3 separate regions of the Rattus norvegicus genome follow, and all the other regions are linked to region 2. The links are chromatin contacts, called in public Hi-C maps. All regions are on one chromosome and are shown on one strand. Each heading gives the region's core, a stretch centred on a gene start, on an enhancer-like site or on the middle of the called end of the contact. The rest is flanking DNA. Distances are from core to core; before and after follow the strand shown. Region 1 has its middle 99 kb from the start of Rnf217. Region 2 holds the start of Rnf217 (ring finger protein 217). Region 3 overlaps Rnf217 (ring finger protein 217).

What was found. A called contact is a pair of places that touch in the nucleus more often than the background predicts.
Region 1: a contact with region 2 is called in a Hi-C map of the A7r5 cell line, with 2.9 times the contacts expected there. The contact joins the enhancer-like site here to the promoter of Rnf217 in region 2. A contact is called at or near these places in 2 of 12 Hi-C or Micro-C datasets (the A7r5 cell line and mammary epithelial cells).
Region 3: a contact with region 2 is called in a Hi-C map of liver, with 4 times the contacts expected there. The contact joins the enhancer-like site here to the promoter of Rnf217 in region 2. A contact is called at or near these places in 6 of 12 Hi-C or Micro-C datasets (the A7r5 cell line, Schwann cells, kidney and 2 more).

The regions. Positions count from the first base shown.
Region 1 is chr1:27,734,522-27,739,187 of GRCr8, forward strand. No RefSeq gene overlaps it. Among named protein-coding and RNA genes, the nearest start is that of Rnf217, 99 kb to the right of the region's middle. Within about 2 kb of position 1,735, at least 2 of the 93 cell types and tissues checked have an H3K27ac peak or open chromatin away from gene starts, as enhancers often do. A contact at or near this core is called in the A7r5 cell line, where this site is marked.
Region 2 is chr1:27,833,062-27,837,627 of GRCr8, forward strand. It overlaps Rnf217 (ring finger protein 217), which reads left to right and starts at 2,680. Exons shown (of 6, transcript NM_001106204.1): 1 at 2,680-3,101. The coding sequence starts at 2,994.
Region 3 is chr1:27,910,737-27,915,720 of GRCr8, forward strand. It overlaps Rnf217 (ring finger protein 217), which reads left to right. Exons shown (of 6, transcript NM_001106204.1): 3 at 1,184-1,348. Among named protein-coding and RNA genes, the nearest start is that of Rnf217, 77 kb to the left of the region's middle. Within about 2 kb of position 1,330, at least 10 of the 93 cell types and tissues checked have an H3K27ac peak or open chromatin away from gene starts, as enhancers often do. A contact at or near this core is called in kidney and liver, where this site is marked.

The DNA.
Region 1 (4,666 bases), core at 485-2,984, 99 kb before region 2:
TGTCCAAATGTTAGTTTGCTCATTCATTTAGTAATGCAATCCTTCTGAGACTCCAGGATAACTGAAAGCATTTTGCAGACCTCAAGTTCTCAGAATAAAGTATACAGGAAAATAAAGACAAACCCAAAGAGGAATGAATGCCTTCTGCTATGAAACAGATAAACCTGTCTCAATTTTTTTAAGTTCTAAGATCCCTGCAATGGTGAAAAGCCTTAACCCATGTTGGAAAAACTTAATGCAACATGGACAACATGATTCTTAGTGTTCTCTGCAGAGAGCTACTGTCACTGCGAAGCTGTGTGCAATGAGCCTTTTTGCTTTAGAACCTTGGAAGCATCGTGGGAATAAGAGTCACAGTTTAGAAGGCTGAGGAAAGCACACATGTGAAGCCAGTTACAGAAGGTCTGCATCAGGATGACAGGGAGTGTGTCCTCACTTGAGTGGCACCATATATTGCGACAAGAAGTGACATTCTGTATATCAAGCTCACAATAAAAGATGAGCACTGATAGCCTCGAAAGCCTAATTGGACTGCTTCATGTACAAGAGAATCTTCTCTGTGAGGTACACCCTCTGTGTATCACATATAAGGTCCTTCTCAGCATCTTGGCCACAAACCACCAGTTTCTCACCCTAGAATCACTACCCTTGACCTTCAGGTAGCTTTCAAACATTCTTTGCCTTGTCTTCTTAAATTCTAAATACAGGTAAAACAAAATCAAATTTCTGACCATGACATGAAAGACACATCCACACAAGGCCCATGAGTTACCCCAGTTCCATACACAGACATGGTTCCTAACATGTTTTCCAAAGCCCTTCTGGTCCTCAGTGACCCACTGAAAGCCTTCCAGCCACACCTTAGAATTGCAATATAGGAGGAAATGGGTCCTTTGTGAAAGGCAAGAACAGAATAGCCTTTTCTTCTATTTCTCTGATTTCAGAAAGGGAGGAGAACTAAGAACATGGATAAGGAAAGAGGTAGATGATAGCACAGTAGGACAAGCATAGCAAGTAAGAAGAGAGAAGACGTGACTGTCTTCTTGATGTCTCAAAAACTGTTGCACTTGAACTGTTAAAAGCAACAAACTATATTAGGTGGAATTCTCTAAGTTAGAAACCCTACAGTTCTTCAGATCCCACAGGCTCAAATCAAAGCATGGACTGGTCCCTAGTAATTCCTGGAGGCTCTCCGAGGGATTCTGTCTCCAGGTTTGTGAATATTTTTCCCAGAATGCAGAGCCACGCAGCCATACAGCAGCACCTGCTAAGTTGCCAGCTGTGGCAGGATGTTCTTTTCAGTTCCCTGAGCCTGCTGGCACTCACATAACCTGGAGTCAAGTGTTTCTCATTCTTTGATTGTCTCTGATGTCTTCTTCATTATGGTTCTGGAATATCCTGCCTTCCTTTCCTGGTTATTTGTGTTTGTTTGTTTGTTTGTTTGTTTGCTCGCTTGCTTGCTTTGGTTGATTTTTTTAAGACAGGTCGTATGCAGCCCCTTCTTACCTCAAATTCCCTCTCTAGCTGAGAATGACATTGAACTTCTGATCTTCCTTAGAGTGGGGAGCACAAGCAGGAAGGCATTGTTGTGACTGTTTTAATACAGTGGCAGAGACAGGAGCCAAGGCTTTCTGCATGCTATACAAGCACTGTACCAATTGAACTACATCCCAGCCCGGCTATGACTACAACAGTAATAAAGAGTCTAGGCAAATAAAGCCAGAGACACACTAAAAAGTGAGTTTTGAGGCACTATCCAAGGATTTAAATATAAGATAATTTATTTCAATAAATGCGATACAAAGTCCTTTAATGCTATTAAAGCAATATGTTTGCTGGCTTTTTTTTTCCATTACACACATACTTTTTACTCATCACTCACATAAGTAATGAAAACACAATTTTTTTGTATTTTTATGTAAAATAGCACTAATTAAATGCTGAAAATACTTGGTTATAGAGAATGAAGTTATTTCCCTCTTGTTAAAAACACATCTTGCTTTCTCTGTATTGCTAAAAATTTAGGGCTCATGCCCAAGGCAATCCAGATGATCAACTGTTTTGATTATCAGTCACTTACCATATGATCCAGACTGTTTCTTTTTCTGATAATTATATTCATATCTACTTTATTCATTTGTAATTTCACCTATGCTTAGACAGATTTATGTATCTGTAATTTCATCAGTTTAGACATCAAAACAGAAACATTGGTAATTTGCAAAGTTCAACCAAACATTGTACAAACCATTTCATGACTTATATGCAACAGTTTCTATATCCAGAAGAAGAGGAGGAGAAATAGGAACAAAAGGAGGAGGAAAAGGAAAAGAAAAAAGAAGATGAGGAGGAATGAAGAAGAAGGAGGGGGGAAGAGAAGGAGAAGAGCAAGAAGAAGAGGAGGAGAAAGAAGAGAAAGGTGTCCTTTAAGGTGTGAGTGATTCAGTCAATAAGATGATTTAAAGCATACAAAGAGGAATTAACCCCTCATTGATCGATAATATACCTTTATCATATTCCCATAGAAAGCAAAAATACGTGACTGGGTATTTTTGTGCCTCTTTCTCTCTGTGAAGCTCCTAAAACAGAATTTTTCCTACTCAATTCCGAATCTTTAAGAATTGTACTGTGCAGGTGATAAAATTGAGCAAGCCACAGGGATCAAGGACACCACAAGAACTCGGGTCAACTAACATAACAGGGGTTCAGAGACACTGGGCCACCAGGGAGCATGCATGGGCAGGACCTAGGTTCCCTACACATGTGCAGCAAATGTGCAGCCTGGTCTTCATGTGAATATGAAGTGGAGCAGGACTGTCTCATCTCTACTCCCTGCTTTTGATCCACTCCCCCTAACTGGACTGCCTGGTTTGGCCTTAATAGGAGAGGATGTGCCCAGTCTTGCTTGAACTAGATGTCCCAGTATGAAGTGGTAGACAAGGGGATAGGGGGCTCCCATTCTCTGAGGAGAAGGGGAGAGGACAATGGAGGGAAGGAGGAGGGGTTTGTAAAGGTGGAACTGGGAGGGAAAAGGTGACATAAGGTAAATTCCACTGTGGTTCCCGGTGGTTGAGCAGACTAAGAAGTGAGTACGAGTGCCTCCACAACAGCTATAAAACCGCTGCTAAATGGCAGTGGTTTTCTTCATGTCTAATATTGCATGACCTTTATCATAGAGGTTGTATTTTAATAATAATCACATGCAGAATCCTCTTAACTAGAAGATGTCCAAATCAAAGCATTCTCAGTAATAGAGTTACGAGTTTATTATAAAATGAGAGCATCAAGAAAAAAAAAAATCCAAATCTCATGAACCCTAGCACTTATTTTTTTTAATCACTTCCAGGCATTGTGTGTCTTATGTCAGAGTTCATTCACTGTTTATATCTATTACAACAGATCCTTTACGTTTTCATTGCCTCCTTTTAATCATAAAGGCTTGAAAAGACACGTAATTATCTCATAACCGCACAGCTAGAGATTAATAGATGATGCATGTGACCACAAAAGCCAGAATTCTCAGTCTTTACCCTTGTCACTCTTCACTTCTCAAATCTTGACTCTTTGCTTTAGTGATTGATTTATTTGTTATGTGTATGTAGGTGTGCTTACACACATTTATGTATATCACGTAGTTGTAGGTGCAGGTTTCCAAAAGACTCAGAAGGCATCAGATCCCCTAGAACTGGAACCACAAGAGGCAGTAAGTGAGCTGATGTGGGTGCTTGGAACCAAACCTGGGTTCTCAACAAAAGCTATAAGTGCTCATAACCAATGGGCCATCTTGTCAGCCCCCTCATCTCCTCTTTTCTGCATTAAATTTGTTCAGATGTTTATTTTTATAATAGGATTCAAACACCTGAAAATGTTTAATGCATTGAGTTTGTTTAAAATTGATTTATTTAAATTTTATTTCATCCACTTATTTATTGGACAGCATTGTACTACGTAGCCTCCACTGACTTGAAATTTCATATATAGACCAACTAACAGAGATCTGCCTACCTCTGCCCATTGACTGTTGGGATTAAAGGCTGTGCCATTCATATTAATATTTTAAAATACATTTTGTGTATATCTAAACTAATTTTGCTAGGAATTTGAATAAAGTTTTACTTAATCTACATACCGATATGGAGAAAAGCTGTGCTCAGACTTTTAGCCCAAAACGGGATATGTCATTTTAAGTCATTTCTTTTGTCAGTGCTAAAGAAGGTTTTCAGCATCTGCATACTGTGTGTCTCAGTAGGTATATACTGAGTTTGTTGTTTTACATGTATTTGTTATGTTTTTAATTTCTGGTTCTTCATCTTTCTTATTAACAGACTAAAATACTAATGATTGGTGTGCTGTTCTTAAAACTGTTGTTCTTCTATCCTATAACTTTGTCTTAGGGTTTCCACTACTGTAAAGAGATCCCAGCACCAATACAATTCTTATAAAAGATAACATTTAATTACAACTGACTTACAGGTTCTGAGATTCACTCCATTATCATCATGACGCGAAACTGTTTACTATGTGCTTTTTCTACATCATTCTTACTAATGGACAGATCATAGAAACAGAAATTAAACAGAGACACAGTGAAATTAACAGAAGTTATGAACCAAATGGATTTAACAGATATCTGTAGAACATTTCATTCTAAAACAGATTGAGAAAG
Region 2 (4,566 bases), core at 1,430-3,929:
TGTTTTTGTTTTTTTGTTTTGTTTTGTTTTTTGACTGAGTTTTTCTATTGTAGCCCTGGTTGTCCTAGAACTCTCACTCTATAGAACAAAAGTGCCCTTCAACTGAGAGATCCACCTTACCTCTGCTTCCCAAGTGCTGGGAGTAAAGGTGTGCACCACCACCGCCCAGCTAGTAACTATATTTTCAACCATTTTTTTTTAAAGAAAGAAAAAGAAGTTCCATCAGCACAATTATTATTGGTGCTTCATGAGTCTGGGAGAAACTGAGTAAAGAACCACCATTGTGGGATTGCATTATGATTCCTCTTTTGTGCTGTTGGGGACTTGTGGGTCCTAGACCAAATGTTAGGGGTGCCAGGCCCAGGATTCAGGCAAGTGAGGATTTCCCTAGAGGACGATGGGAATAACATGCTCCTATGTTTAGAAATGCCAGTAGCATGTAGCAGGAGGAAGTCCTGGTACGAAAAAGGCAGGTAGTCCTTGCACAGGAAGATGGCCAGTCTTCTGGACTTCCACACCCAGGTACCTGTCTGGGCTTGACAGTGGGTTTGTGCTTTCGCAGTGAGGATTGACTTCAGATCGCCATGTTTGATTGAATGAGCTATCTCTCCAGGCTGCTTGAGCCCCATTTAATCATCCAAATAATTATTCTTCATTCTCCGGTCAGACAAATGAGTGATAGGGCATCTTGGAGGCATTTTACCATGCTCATGTGTACCTGAGCTTCAACCGCTCCTGACGGAAACCCACTTGGGCAATACTGAATTCTTAGTTCCCCTGTAGCATCTGTGTTTCCCTCGGAAAATATTTTAGAACAAATCAATAACAACTTCAATGCAAAAAAAGAAAAAAAAACTACAAACTTAACAGCTTTTTCCTTCGACATGAATGTGTAAATTGAATTCCCTACCAAGTTTTAAAAAATAAAAAAGGTTGGTTTCCCAAAAATGTTTTCATTGGCTTTAGAAAACTAAAACACACCAGTGTTTGGGTGACTAATACTTCCTGTAAAATAAAGATAGATCAACACATAATTATGTTCTGGCTGAGATATAATTGTTGTCTTGGAAACAGTTTTTGGGTATGGATATGGTTATGTTAATGAAAGTCTCCCAGATTCCTAATGATGATGCAGCTGATTAATTAGGCCAGGCTACCCACTTACAGGGGTTAAGAAAGAAAACAAAACATAAAACAAAAAGCCCACAAAAACAATTCCCGAGAGAACAACTGAGCAGAGGAAAAGCGGTAAATCTCAGATTAGTTAGTGCTTGTAAGTATTCTAGTTGGAGGAGTAGGCGACAAGTGCTTTTTGGGTTATTTGTGGTTTTCAAAGATCCTTCCTGTTGCACCAGGCAGAAAACAGGGAACTGGGCAGAAGGCACACCATCGCCTCTACTTCTTCAGCGTGACATCCCAGTGTGTTCTCTGTCCAGAGCCTAGGTTGCAGCCCTTTTTGTAGGAAGTTCTACTTAAAGCAGAGCACAGCGTGGTGAACTCTTAGGGGTTAGAGTGCAGCTCAGCTTAGATCACCCTCATTCCGGTGTGCGTGCAAGTGTGTGCGCGGGCACCCGTGGTGTGTGTGTGTGTGTGTGTGTGTGTGTGTGTGTGTGTGTGTGTGCAAGTGTGTGCGCGGGCACCCGTGGTGTGTGTGTGTGTGTGTGTGTGTGTGTGTGTGTGCACGTATGTATGTGTGTGGGTGTGGGAGGTGTGTGCCAAAGGGGTGGGGAAAGGGGGAGGGAGCAGAGCCCCAGGTGCTGCGTGAGGGGCGGGAGGTCTCCGGCTCCCGCCTCTCCCCCGGGGGCACCGGCCATCGCCAGCGGGCTCGGCCACCTCTCGGTGACGCCACTGGTCCCGCGACCCTCGGGATCGCCGGCTGCGCGCCCAGCCGTGGGGACAGGGATGGCGCGGGACTGACGGTCTCCTCCCCCCTCCCGGGAACTCCTCCGCCCCACCCGGGGCTCTCGGGACCGCGGCACCGCCCCGACCTGCACGCGGGCCGGGCCCCCGCAGCCTGAGGCCCTCGGCGTCCCCGAGGCGGTGCCCGGCCGCACCGGAGGACGACGACAGCGAGGAGGTGGAGGAGGAGGAGCCGGCTGCCCGCGCGCTGCGGCCCGGGAGCACGGGCTCCCCGGAGGGCGCTAGGGGCGTCCCGGCCCCGGAGGAGGGACCCGGAAGCAGAAGCGCCGCCGCGAGTGGAGCCGAGCCGCTTGCCCGCGCTGCCCGGCGCCGGCTGGGGGTCCCGGCGGCTGGATGGGCGGCGGCGGCGCGGGCCGCGGGCGGCGATGGGCGAGGAGCAGAGCACGGTGAGCGGCAGCGGCCGGCCGCGGGAGGCGCGGGCCCCTGGCGGAGGCTCGGCGGGCCAGTCCGAGTCCCCCAGGCCGCGAGGGGACCGCGCCGGGGATACCGGGCCGCGCGCCGCCGCCTCCTCCTCCTCCTCCTCACGACCGAACGGCGGCGGCGACGGCAGAGACCCGGGCTGCGTGGACGCGAGCGCTCCGGAGCCTGCGAGCAACCGGGCCCCTGCGGGGCAGCCCGCGCGACTGCCACTCACCGGGCCCCTGGACCCCCAGAGTCTGGAACTACAGCTGGAGCGCGAGGAGGAGAGAACGGGGCCAGAGGCGTCCCCCGGCCAGCAGCCCCGCGACGGGCTGCTCCTGGACGTGCTGGCCCAGCGACACCCGCCCCCCGCCAAGCCGCAAGTCCTCTGCTCTGTGTACTGCGTGGAGAGCGACCTGCCCGAGGCCCCCTCCGCCGAGTCCCCGTCGCCTCCGGAGTCCCCACCTCAAGCACCGCCGGGGCCGATTCCCGCCAGTCCGCCTGCCTCCTTTCCAAGCTCCCCGCTGTCGCTCCCGGCTGACCCCCTATCCCCCGACGGCGGCAGCATCGAGCTGGAGTTCTACCTGGCTCCGGAGCCCTTCTCCGTGCCTGGCCTATTAGGAGCTCCACCCTACTCTGGCCTGGGCGGGGTAGGGGACCCCTATGCGCCCCTCATGGTGCTGATGTGCCGGGTGTGCCTGGAAGACAAGCCCATCAAGCCCCTGCCCTGCTGCAAGAAGGCGGTGTGCGAGGAGTGCCTCAAAATCTACCTGAGCTCTCAGGTAACTCCCCACTACTCTCTGTCCACCCTCAGCCCTGATCACCATGGCAAAGCATTAAGCTTCCTAGCAAGGAAGAGGTGACCAAGTCCCCTTACCCGGGGCCTTCAGCAATTGCTAGCGTCCTAGTTGTTACTGGGTGCGTTTTACCCACACTGGTTTATTGGCTGGTTAACTCTGCTCTGAGGTTCAGGTTTTGCTTGGCAGCTACAGGAGGAATGAGGTGGATTGCCCTCTGATTATTTTGTCTGTGGATTGCATGCAAGAGCTTGTTCCGAGGAGAGGAGAAAGACTGCCTCACAGGCCTGGCATCCCAGAAACTAACAGACAGTGAGCATAAAATAAATATTTGTGGAGCTGGTGAAGAGAAGGTTTGGATTTAGTGTGTCAGGGCTGTGATAACCTGCATTGTAAATTCCTTGCCTTTGTATAGCCAGAGAAATGTAAAATAATAATAATAATAATAATAATAATAATAATAATACCACGAAAAGCTCTTGCCCACTCCTCTATATTGAAGGTAAAATACCTTTCTCCACAGAAATTTTAAGCCGTCACAGTACTTTTAGTTCTTTAAAAGAGAAACAAAACAGAAAGAGGCAAACAAAGCAGAGAGACCAGAGGTTTAACCAAACAGGCAGCCACCGAACTTCCCTCCACCCTCCTGTAAAGGGCTTGGTTTTTTTCTTGGAAAGCTTGAGAAACACTGCAGCCCTCTTCATGGTTTCCAGTCAGTGGTGTTTCTGCCACCAATTTGCACAATCCCCAATGCCCTTTGATCCCGTGTCTGATTGTCCTAGGCCCATTCATCTTTCAAAACCTCGTCTGTTCAGGTGCCAGCTTCTCTGTGACGCTGCTTTACCTCATCCTCCAGGCCCCTGCTCAGATATTTTTAAAATGCGTCTTCCAATCTTTCCTGCACTGAAATGGTTCTCGGCCTGCCTGTTTGTCCCGACAGACTGTCTGGACGCCGATTTATAGTCCGAATCGGATAGTTTCAAATGATAGTGTTTGCCTGTATTGGCTGAAGGCAGTTTGAACAGGGGTCTGAACAGTGGTTCCTGTGTATTTTTGTGGGCAGCTCCATTGATGGGGTCTGGTCTGAAAGGGTGTAGTGTGCCCAACTGGAAGTGCAAAGGCAAACTTACACAGAATGGAATGTTACACTCACAGGAGCCTGGCCCAAGTGGCTGAGATTACCCACATGCCCTGAGAGAGTATGGTGTCTGTTCTAGAATGTATCCACTAGTGGGGACTTAAGACAGGAATGTCTGCTGTTTGTTTGCGGTTGTTTCTATGACATCATCCTTGTACGGATAAGGCTGCTGTCCGTATATACAGCCTTGTGGTGGGATCCAGACATTCCCAAGAAATGGACCTTGCTCCAGAGAAGTCATGGTGAGAACAAATGCACTCAAATATGTAGCACAGAGTAGCATCTAATGAAGTGTAAACACCAATACCAAGG
Region 3 (4,984 bases), core at 80-2,579, 76 kb after region 2:
CGGAGTTACAGTTACAAGTGTGACCAACCTCTATGTCTGGCTCTTGCTAAACATGGGTTCTGGGGATTGAACTCAGATCCTCAGGCTTGTTGTTTTATTTCCTTTACAAGAGATCTTACATCTTCTCATCTGATGATGCTAGAATTTGGCGCTGGAGTTCAGGGATTCGATGGTGCGTTTATCACACCATAACGAGAATGAAGAATACTGCATGAAGCAGAACACAGCACTGCCATTCTAAAAAGATAACTTCCATGCTGAGTGGACGTCAGATGTTCCCAATGAGCATATCCATACATCGGCATTCACCACAAAGGCTTCCTTCTGATGGTGTCCTAGTGCCACCAGCAAGTCCACATACTGCACCTCTCTAACAGGACCCTCAGTGCTGGCTCAGCAGCGTGGCACCAGCACTGTGCTTTCCACTTGTGCGTTAAGCAAGCCTTCGGCGAGAAAAGCAATGGAAAGACTAGAAAGTTGGCTCGGGGGACAGGTGAATTGACAAATGGTCAAAGAGATCAGATGTGGTGCCTTCAGGATTCATTCTGTGCTTCAGTGGGGGGAGATTTCAACAACCAAATTGTTTTCAAAATGAAAACGCCTCATGCTTAGTTAATGCCTGAGTAGTCTCTGAACAACAAACTATCCTTTCAAAACGATGTTTTCCTCTTTCAGTAGCAGAGTGTTTCTATTTTAGTGGGAAGCTTTTCTGGTTTTGGGAAAAATATGTCAAATAATAAGCTTTTGGTTAATTTCCCAAAGCACTGACATTCTTATCTTTGAGGCACTATGCTGGTTAATTTTTTTGTCAACTTGACACAGGTTCAGGCTGTCTGAGAAGAAGAAACCTTCACTAAGAAAATTTCTCCATCAGGAGGGCATTGTCTTCAATAATGATTGATAAAGCAGGGCCCAGCCCACTCTGGGCAGTGCTACCCTAGGTAGACGGTCCTGGGTTATATAAGAGCAGGCTGAGCAAGCCAGCAAGCGTGTTTTCCCCTGTGGTCTCTGCTTCAGGTCCAGCTGCACTCCCTTTTCTTCCCTCCATGACGGACTGTGATTGGAATGTGTAAGCCAAACAACCCCTTTCCTACCGAAGCTGCTTTTGTTTACAGTGTTTATCACAGTGATAGAAAATACTCAGTATGCCTCATGGGTACTAATGACTGTTTCTCTTGCACAGATCCAGTGTCCCACTTGCCAATTCATCTGGTGTTTTAAGTGCCACTCTCCTTGGCATGAAGGTGTTAACTGCAAGGAGTACAGAAAAGGAGACAAGTTATTGCGTCACTGGGCCAGTGAGATTGAGCACGGGCAGAGAAATGCCCAGAAGTGTCCAAAGTGCAAGGTGAGAGAAGCCTTAGCAAGAAGGGAGTGGCGTCCGCATTTAAAGGGACAGTACTTGCAGCATGGACGTGGATCATGTGCATAACTGTGATCAGGTGTGAGGGGGCTCTGCCATTTCGTTCTTAAAGAGTAATTGGACTGCGTATCAAACTGAACATACAGTCACATAAATGGCGACTATTAGTGCCATTAGCATCCATCGCAGCCTGACATTTTTATCTTAAGATTTACTTTAGAAAGTTATGTGTGTGATTGAAAAGAATTTGTGCTGTCTTCCAACAAATTTACTCTTAGGCAACCATATTGGGCCTTATTTTCTTTAAGAATAATTTTTTTAGTTACTTCCTTGATATCTAGCACTAGATAAATGAAATTTAAATTATTATAAAAAATAATAATGGTGAATTCAAATTGTAGCAATAGCATTTTATAAACTAATAAATTATTGAGCATGTAATGTTTCGCTGTGCCAAATTTATATCCAGTCTTATACATATAGGCAGTAAGTAGTGTAGTGTGACATTTGTGCTGTATACTTAGTGACAAGAAGAACTCTTTGAGAGAAGTCCTTTCAGTGTTACTCAGGCTGAACTGGAACTCCTGGGTTCCAGTGGTTGTCTTGTCTCAGCCTCCATAGCTGGGACCTCCAGACTAGCCTGACTTAATTCTTGAGGTTGGTCCCATTCCAGTCTTTATGTCTGTGCTGAGCCAATGGCTCTGCGTACATCAGTGTTTGCCCCACTGTAGAGCAGGTATGAGATGAGACGGCTCGCCCTTCTCTTGCCTAGCACTCCATTCAGAGAACTTCTCAGTTTCAAACCCAGGCCAGGCCAGTAGGTGCTGGGGAGCTACTCACTCTATGGAACACTTTCCTCAGGAGTCTACCTCCCATCTTAAATAGTCATAAAAGCAATTTCCACTTAGTATGGCTCTCAAACTGTACCCCGAACACATGGCCCCGTGACATACAGAGGAGGGTACCATCCGTATCCTAACCTAACAGTGAGCGGAAGGACGGAGGAAAAGCAGCTGGTTACTAACCGCGGGCTCTAACAATGGCTGCAGTTTCCACGAATACAGATAAATAGCTCAGAGACCGTGGGGAGGGCGGTAGCCCATAAAGCAGGTAAAGAGGCTTTCAAAAGGACCGCCCTTTAAACAGCCCAAAGGAAGGAGGCATGGGGCCACCCACATGACGCCTGAAAACTACCATAAAGCGTAGGTCAGTGTAAGTCATTTTTATGACTTGTTTTGACTGCAAACCTGTTTATTTCCTTCCATATGTGACTTTAAAGCTCTATATTTTCTGATTTTGTTTTGTTTTGTTCTTGAAATCACTACCCCTCTTTTTCTTTTTTCCTACTAGGAATTAAGGAGAGAGGTTTGGTGAGTTAGTGTTTTATACTCTAAGAGCACTTTTCACAAAATATCCATTAAAATTTACAAATATGAAAAAGGAAACCATCTGAAAGAGGTTTTTTCAAAGATTTTTCATATACAATGCTTCCAAATGAACAATTCATTTTCATGTAAATAGACTCAATACTTGTAACAAAATGTATTTGAATTTTGTTTTTACCAAACTTACTTATATTTTTGCATTCTGTTGTTGTGTTTTAAGTTAATTTTATAGTACTAATAGTAATTTGTATTTTGTGTTCATTTCTAAACTCATAAACTTGATAGGATTTGGGGTGAGAGGGAAAGCACCCTACTGCACCACCATATCCGCTATCTCCACAGCCCATGGCCTTCTGAATTCACTTTTATGACGGGCCTTAGTTCCCGATGTAACCACTCAGACATTTCTAATATCAGTAAACATTTCTGGAACCTGTGTCCTCTCCGCTTAAGTGTCCTTTCCCTGATGTTTGCTTTCGTTTGCCATACTACACACAGGACATGAGCAGTGTGTGCATGGATACATCTTCGTTCCCGTTTAACCGGTGGCATGTGCTATTGTGAGCTACCGAGTGTAGGGACGCAGGCTCTCCATATTTGGTGGATAATGTCCCATTACTGAATTCTAAAAGCACTGAAACAGCTTAATTCCCAGAAATGTCTGCAGATTTCTGGTGAGCTTTTCTTTCCTATTCAGAGTTCAAGAATACTGTTACTCATTTGCAAATTTAGTAATTGTGACATACATCCTCATACTGGCATTTCCTTACTTGCTTATAAGCTAAATAAGTATTCACGTTCTTTGGTGTTCGTCACGAACTCTTACATTTTCCGTTTGTATCAGTTGACCGTTTGAGTGGGCTAGGCTGAGGCGTTCTTGTTTGCATCAAATTCTATGAGCTCTCCATTTCAAAAATTTAACTCCTTTTATAGAATATTTTCTCTGCTTGTTTTTTCTTTTTTTCTTTTACTTAATTGACTTGCACACATTTTTAAAAGTTTTATTTGTCTGAATTCTTTCTTTGTACATACATACAAGCACACACAAATATCATGCACACATATATTTTTATTTACATGTTTTCCTCATGCATTTGCTTGTAAGCTTAAAAAGTCGCTTATCATCCAAAAGTTTGATATAAAAGTTTAATACAAGTGTTTATTTTCTTTCTTTCCTTTTAGCTTTTGACATACCAATATTTTAACTTTCAAATTTTAATCTAACCATAACTTATTTAGTGTTTATTATTAATCAGACACTTAAAATGATTTTCCCCAATTGAATCATGTTGGTTCAACTGTATTTGTCAAATAATTCTGCCCTACCAATTAATTTCTAATTCTTGCTAAGCCAGTGAGTGTCATCTTATAATACATAATACTGTCTTCGCTGGGATCTCCAATCGTGTGGCTGATGAGTAGACAAATGAGGTCCAATGATTACGCCTAAGTGAAGCATCGTTCAAGCAGCATTAGAATGTGGCTGTCCCTGCGTGAATCATATGTGAACCTTGTGGGAAGTGTGTTAAGTACAGCAGGTTCTTCCTCTCCTTCACTCAGCAAAGCTCCTCTCCCACTGTGAGATGCCTTTGCCTCGGGTGGAAATCACAGTTTCATGCTACTGTGAAAAATTTGACTTATGTAAATAAATCAAAATTAGTATTTATAATTGATTTTGGGGGCCAGCAAGATGAATCAATAAATTCAAGGCACTTGCCATCAAAACTGTTAAACTGAGCTCAGTCTCAAAACTCATGTGGTTGAAGGAGAGACCAGACTCCTCGGTCTTGTGGTACAACCTCCATACATATGCTATGGCATGCTCATAGGTAGACGTGGCGTGCATGCACACATGTATAAGAATAAAATATATTAAAAAGTATAATTGAATCTAATATATATTACAAATAAGCATTGGAAGCTCTTTCCTATCATTTATGATCAAGATATTTACTCATAAGTCCAATTATTGTGTATTGGGGTAAACATACAAATACAATTCCATAGGTTACTCATTAATTATTTTATGAGATTGTAGAAATGTCTTATTCAGAGTGAATTTGTGTAACCATTTTGATGAATGTCATTACCACTTTGTAATTAATTAATTAATATATACAAATATAGGCAGGAGCTCACAGAGTTCAGAGAAGGCATCAGATACCCTGGAACTAGAGTTAAAGATGGGTGGGAGTCTCAGTGTGGGTGCTAGGACTCGATCCTGGGTCCTGTTCCA